Regions from separate parts of the Sus scrofa genome. Here region 2 is linked to region 1. The links are chromatin contacts, called in public Hi-C maps. All regions are on one chromosome and are shown on one strand. Each heading gives the region's core, a stretch centred on a gene start, on an enhancer-like site or on the middle of the called end of the contact. The rest is flanking DNA. Distances are from core to core; before and after follow the strand shown. Region 1 overlaps ATP2B2 (plasma membrane calcium-transporting ATPase 2). Region 2 holds the start of ATP2B2 (plasma membrane calcium-transporting ATPase 2).

Region 1 (3,366 bases), core at 350-2,849:
AGAACCTCCTGTGTGCTAAGCACAGCCCTGTCCTTGAGTCTGGAAGGTGGTCTCAGTGATCACCATTTTGCAGGTGAGGACACTGAAGTTCAGGGAGGGCAGTGACGTACCCAGGACCACAGAGGGGCAGCAGTGGGATTCAGACCAGCTTGTTGGAGGGCAGAGTCAGAGCAGAGGGTCCTGTCCCAGCCTAGAGACCTACCCCATACTGGAAGAATGGAAGGAAAGGACACCAGCAAAGCTGCATTTTAGACCCTAAAGCACGTGCCCTATTAATTGTCGTGAGGCCCCTTCTGCCTGGCTGACCCACCCCACCTGCTTCCTTCTGTTCTCTGCAGGATGTGCCACGGCCCAGGGCGGGGCAGAGGATGAAGGGGAGGCAGAGGCAGGCTGGATTGAGGGGGCTGCCATCCTCCTCTCGGTCATCTGCGTGGTCCTGGTCACAGCCTTCAATGACTGGAGCAAAGAGAAACAGTTCAGAGGCCTGCAGAGCCGCATTGAGCAGGAGCAGAAGTTCACCGTGGTCCGGGCTGGCCAGGTGGTCCAGATCCCTGTGGCTGAGATCGTGGTTGGGGACATCGCCCAGGTCAAATATGGTAAGTAGCCCAACTACAGAGCCAGATGCTAGAGCTGGAATTCAGGCAGAGATGGGACAGGACAGGCAGACCCAGACAGGCTGGCCCAGGGCAGGGGGTGGGTCCCTGAAGGCTGACCCCAAGCCAAGTTGTCTTCTGAGCTCCCCGGAGAGGTGGAAGGCTCCTTTCTGGAGGTAGGATTAAATAGCTTTCAGAAGCCATTTAAATCAGAATTGGCAAATACATGGCATAGGTACCACCATTCTCCAGACTTCTACCTTTAGCAGACATTACTAATCGATCTCAGCTCAAAGCCTAGATACATCCTCAGAAGCCTCCTCAACATGGCACTCCAAGGACCATGAACACTCAGAATGGGTTGATGAGAGGAAATCCATTTCCCACCTCTGATTTGGCTATTGATGGGTGGTTGCTGGGCTAGAGAAGATGTTATAGGGAATGGACATGGATGAGTGGCCATTCTAGGCCTGTGTTACTGCCATGGAGAAAGTGGGGTTTAGAGGAGATGTGTCCTAGGTATGTAGCGGCAGAAGGTGGGAGAAAGATTGGAGGGCCTCTCCTCCCCCATCCCTGTAGGGGTTTGGTTTCCTCTGATAATATGCCTGTCTTGGAAGTCTCCTCAGCTTAGTCAAGATAGATTTGTCTCTTCCAAAAGAATGTCCCCACACCACAATTAAGACCAGAGAAGAACGATTCATTGAGAAAACTGGGCCCCAAATCCACGCAGCACCGGGGGAAGCACACCCACTCTTGCTAGGATCATTTGGGGACCCAGCCTTAGCCTCCAGGCCTCATGCGTTCCACCTCGGCCCCAGGCTTCAGCTGCCTGTGGGCCTGTGATGGGCACCATCTTGGTTCCTCCACCCTAGGAGCTCTAGTAGGCAGCCACTTCCCAAAGGCGAAACTGCCCTTGTAGTCATGCCTGGCAGGAATGTTCCAGCCTCCCCAGCCACCAGAAACCCTGCTGATTGACCCCCTCACCCTTCCTCCCACCAGGTGACCTCCTCCCTGCTGACGGCCTTTTCATCCAGGGCAATGACCTCAAGATCGATGAAAGCTCCCTGACGGGGGAGTCTGACCAGGTGCGCAAGTCCGTGGACAAGGACCCCATGCTGCTGTCAGGTGAGCTGCGGCCGGACGGTGGGCTCACTCCCATTGCCAGTCCCTGCGTCCCTGCCCAGGGGGCTCCATGTCCCCTTCATGAGGCTAGAGAGTCTCAGAGGCATTGGCTCCAGATCTCTGGCCAGCTTGGCCCCAAATGAGAACTCCCTCCCTTTTCCCAGCAAACGTGCATTGAGCTTACTGTGCACTTGGCACTGCTCTGGGTCCCGGGACTGGTACAGGGAATAAGACTGACGAGTTCCTGCCCCCGTGAAGTCTACCTTCTAATGAGCTGGTTTTCTGAAAAGTCACACACTGAAGCCTGTTCTCTAGGGGCTAGAAAGTATCCGTCAGGTGAGGAGTTCCCATCGGCTCAGCGGTAACAAACCCAACTAGTGTACATAAAGATGCACGTTCGATCCTGGCCTCAATCAGTGGGTTAAGGATCTGGCGTTGCCGTGAGCTGTAGTGTAGGTCACAGATGCAGCTCACATCCCACATTGCTGTGGCTGTGGCGTGGACTAGCAGCTACAGCTCCAATTCAATCCCTAACCTGAGAACTTCCATATGCCTCAGGTGCAGCCCTAAAAAGACCAAAAAAAAAAAAAAAATCAGTCAGGTGACAATCATTTTAGACACCTACTGTGTGGCAGGCACTGGGCTGGGGGCTGGGGACACAATAGTGAATAAGACAGATGAGGCCCCAACCATGAGGAGCTTGTGGTGCAGATAATGCAAAGGTTCCAGAGGGTAATAAACACATAACAAAAATAAAGCAGGGCAATGGAAGGCAGGTGGTTGCACGTGTGGCTGAGGTGTGAATGGTGAGAAGCAGCTGGTCTTGCAACTTTCCAGGGGAAGAATATACCAGGAAGTGGGGAAAGCGAGTGCAAAGGTCCTGGGGCAGGACCCTGAGCAAGATGGATCGGTCAGATGTCAGGCCTAGAGCACCAGGGTCAGGAGTGTGTGCATTTTCTGAGTGTGATGCGGATTCTCTGGAGTGGTTTTAAATGGTAAGCTGATCACATTTACATATTTAAGATCTCAGTCTGGGAGTCCCTGCTGTGGCACAGTGGGTTAATGACCTGGCGTTGTCTCCACAGCAGCACCAGTTCAATCCCTGGCTTGTTGCAGTGGGTTTAAGATCCAGTGTTGCCACAGCTGCAGCTAGGATTTGATCCCTGGCCCAGGAACTTCCATGTGCCATGGGTGCAGCCAAAAAATGGGGGGGAGAAGATCTCAGCCTGGCACGAGCAACAAGGAACAAGCAAGAGCAGATGTGTACCATAATTTCAGACAGCAATAAGTTAGATGAAAACATTACACCATTGTAGTGAGACAAAGACTCTGAGGAAGGGGATAGGAATCTTAGTGGCTCAGGGAAAAGCCTGACTGAGGAGGTTGCATTTGAACTAAAACCAGAACAATGAGAAAAAAGAGCATTCCAGGCCAGAGGGACAGTAAGTGCCAAGGCCCAGGAGTCTGTCTGACCACGTGATCATGGACAGCCTCAAATGCCCTCTTGGAACTCAGAGCCATCACCCTGTGACCCTGGTTCTGACCTCTGGGCTGAAGTGGCTGTCAGAGAGCCTTGCATCCTTGGGAGAAGTGGCCAGAGGGTTATCCGGAAGTCAAGGGGAGTTGCTAGGACTGAGTAGATTAGTGACGA
Region 2 (3,366 bases), core at 255-2,754, 290 kb before region 1:
CTGTCAGAGATGTTGGAGTCCTTCAACTCAGGGTGGAGAGCAGATTCCAGGGGGGCTGTGGGCCTCATCAGTGAGGATTTGGTGATGGGAGAGCCTGGAACTGGCCATCTGGAGGCACCTCCATGTCATTAAGAGGACAGGAAATGTGTGTTGGTGGAGTGTCCACAGGGAGATGTCCTCTGGGCACCTGAGGGAGAGGACAGGACTACAGCAGGAGATGAAGGGCTGCTGCCAAGCCAAGTGTGGAGCAGTGAGAACCGAGTGTGCTGAGCCAAGAGCCTGGAGACACCTCCTCTCACACCTGCCTGATACCTTCTGGTCACTGGCCTCCCAGGCCCCCCTCTTCCCTCTATGCCTAAGCCCCTAAGAGTCAATATCCCCTGCCTCATCCCAGGGCTGCAGAGCACAGGCCATGATGAATTTTGTCCTCACCAATGAGAGCAGGATCCCAGCCATTCCTAGGAAGCAAGCTTTTTAGACGCCTAGAGCCCAGGGTCTCCCCAGGCCCTAGCCTTCATTCAACAAGCCAAGGCCTGGGGAGTGGGATTTACCGTGGCCAGGCCCTCCCTGTCCCCACCCCATGGGGGCCCATCTTCTTCTCTCTTCCTGCGAGCAGAGCAGTGCATTTGGCTTTTTATAAAGCCAATAAATAAATAAGCAAGCGGGCATGATTAATTGATGGCATGGAGCAGACCAAGGCGCTGGGAGTCAGGTGGCCAGCTTCCTGGCGGAGCAGGGCTTTTCAGTGACCTGGGGCCTGCGCCAAGGAAGGGAAACCTGCTTTGGGGAGGTGCTTTCAGTGTGCCTGGGGTTTTCACCTTTCTCTTGGGGCAGAGGATCTCTCCTGGCCTTCTCTAGGCCCTAGGCCAGGCCAGGCTGGAGGCTGGGGACCAACAGGTGCCCCTGCCCTACCCCCATCTTTTTCCTGTGTCTGAGTACCCTCAGGCTAAACACCCTAGGATTGGTCCCACCAGCCCACGCCCCCTAAACTAGGTTTCCCCTTCTACCTCCTCCACACCTCAATTCGTCCCACACTATGCGACCCCCGACACACGTTTCAGGTGTGTGTTATTTGGGGGGGGGCATCCAGATCCAAGGGGAAGGGGTGGCTCCAAAGGGCCGGGCTGATGGTAGGGTGCGGGGGGAGGGTAAGGGGCTGCTGCTAATGTTGGTACCTGAAGAGACAGCCCTGGGGGAGGCCAGAGACCCCTCCTCAGGCCACCCTGCGTGCTCATAGAGAAGGGCGCTGGACGGCGTGTTCTAGGTCCCGCAGGGCGCTCTCCGTGTAGAGTTTGGGGAGGGCCGAGGGGGAACGCGCGGGGGAGGAGGGAGCGGGAGGGGAGGGAGGGAGAGAGGCGGGCAGAGCGCAGTGCAGCGGTGGCAGAGGCGACGGTAGAGGGAGGGAGGCAGGCGGGCGGCGGCGGGGCCGCGGGGCGAGGCGAGCGCCGGGCGGCCGCGGCAGAGGAGCCGCAGCCGCAGCGGGGCCGGGCCGGGCCGGGCGCGCACCAGTGGCGGCGGCAGCGGCAGCGGCAGCGGCGGCAGCAGCAGCATCTTTCTCCCAGAGCCGGTGCAGGTAACGCAGGGGTGGCCGGGCCCGGGGCTCTGGGCCTCCTCCCCTCTCCCTCGTTCTCTATCTCCCTCCCGGCAGGCTTCCTTTCCACTGGTGCTCGGCCTCTCGGACCCCTGCCGGGCCAGAGCCCAGCCCGAGCCGGAACGCGTCCTGGGTCCCTTTGCCCCTCCAAGACAGGCGCCTTGTCAGCGGTGACCTTGAGCGGGCACCCGGCGGCGGGCGGGGCGGGCCGGGGTGGGCGCCTGCGGACCGGCGCCTACGGGCGCCGGGGAAGGGGCGCGCCGTGCGCCGGGCTTCGAGAAAACTTTCGTGGGCTCGAAGCAGCCCCAGAGCTTGGGGGCGTCCAGAGCGCTAGAACCCCCAGTTTCTTCTTTCCCAGCCGGCTCTGACTTCTGTGCCTGGCTTCCCCTAGTATTGGGGGCCCCTCTTTCTCCAGGCCCCGGTTCCTGCAGGTGAGGGACATGATCAGAGCTGTGGACTCTGGCTCAGGGCTGGAGCTTTCTCCCATCCGCAAAGGCTTCTAAGGGCCGAAGCACTGCAGGACCACCGCCACCCCCCCCCCCACACACACACCCTGCCAGTTTCTCTCAGTATTTTTCCCCGAGCCCCTCACCCTGCCCACACCCACAGCCCTTCTCCAGGCACTGTGTGCCAGAGTCCCCCACCTGGTGACACAAGAGCTCCAAAGCCCCACACTCAGTTGAGCTCTCATATCCGCAGCTTAATTTTTCAGCCCAGCCGCAAAGGGTCCTTGAGGAAGTGGGCTCAGGCAGGGACCACAGAGGCCCCCCCACAGCAGATCAGTATGTTTCTGCACACCTGGAATCAACAAGGACCTGGTCACCCTGAAGCCCTGGGGTCTCAGGAGGAAACTATATCCTGGCATCAGGTGTGTCCTAGCATCCTAGAGCATTAGTCTTGGAAAAGGCAAGTGAGGCCCAGAGAGGGTGAGCCAGCCTCAAGGTCACACAGCCAACCCCTGGAAGGAGCAAGAACTGGGCTTTCTTATAATGGGTTGGGGAGGGATGGAGAGGGACTCTTTGGTTCCTACACCTGGAGGATTTGAGCTCTGCCTCTTACCAGCTGTATGACCTCTGACAAGTCATTTCCCCTCTGACTCCCTTCCCCATGTGTGTAATGGGGGTAGCTACCTCACAGGGATGTGCTGATGGCTGGGTTCATGTTCTTGAAGTGTTTACCATCATGCCTAGTGCATGGTCTGTGTCCAAAATTTTGGGCTACCAACCTGTGAACTTTCCCTTCTGGGTCTGGAAGGGAAGAAATGATTTCCATCCTCTCCCTTCTGCTCTGGCACCTAGATTTAGGTGAGCTCTCCCCTGTGGCTAACAGGGCTGCTGGGGGGACTGTTTCCCAGAACCCTGAGCACTCATGCTCTAAATTGAATGTTCAGTGGTGACAAGGGCCCCAGACCCTCAAGACCCCTCTGGACCTACTAGTTGGACTGGCATAGGCTGTGGTTTCTTGCTGCTTCCATGGGGATATCAGTCCCTAATACCTAGCTTCAAAATGCAGATAGGGCCCTGCTACAGCCCCGGGAAGAGACCCCCACTCCCCTCAGTCTCATGGGGAAGCATCATTGTCACCTCCCATCTGACCCACTCTTCTCCCTACTTCTGTAAGATGTCACTTCTTCTCTCAGAGGTACTGTTGGCAGCAGAGGAGATTGGAGATGGGAAGAACTTATTCATTCATTCACTCACCAAGCTTTGATTCATGCCTTCTCTGAGTCAAGAGGTGCTTGGAAATACAGAGAAATCAGTCATATCTAGTAGTTA

The links. A called contact is a pair of places that touch in the nucleus more often than the background predicts.
Region 2: a Hi-C map of liver shows a contact between it and region 1, with 6 times the contacts expected there. The contact joins the promoter of ATP2B2 here to the enhancer-like site in region 1. A contact is called at or near these places in 1 of 5 promoter capture datasets (liver) and 1 of 47 Hi-C or Micro-C datasets (liver).

The regions. Positions count from the first base shown.
Region 1 is chr13:66,601,469-66,604,834 of Sscrofa11.1, reverse strand. It overlaps ATP2B2 (plasma membrane calcium-transporting ATPase 2), which reads left to right. Exons shown (of 25, transcript XM_021069335.1): 6 at 339-596; 7 at 1,593-1,718. Among named protein-coding and RNA genes, the nearest start is that of MIR885, 5.5 kb to the right of the region's middle. Within about 2 kb of position 1,599, at least 2 of the 83 cell types and tissues checked have an H3K27ac peak or open chromatin away from gene starts, as enhancers often do. A contact at or near this core is called in liver, where this site is marked.
Region 2 is chr13:66,895,263-66,898,628 of Sscrofa11.1, reverse strand. It overlaps ATP2B2 (plasma membrane calcium-transporting ATPase 2), which reads left to right and starts at 1,504. Exons shown (of 25, transcript XM_021069335.1): 1 at 1,504-1,573.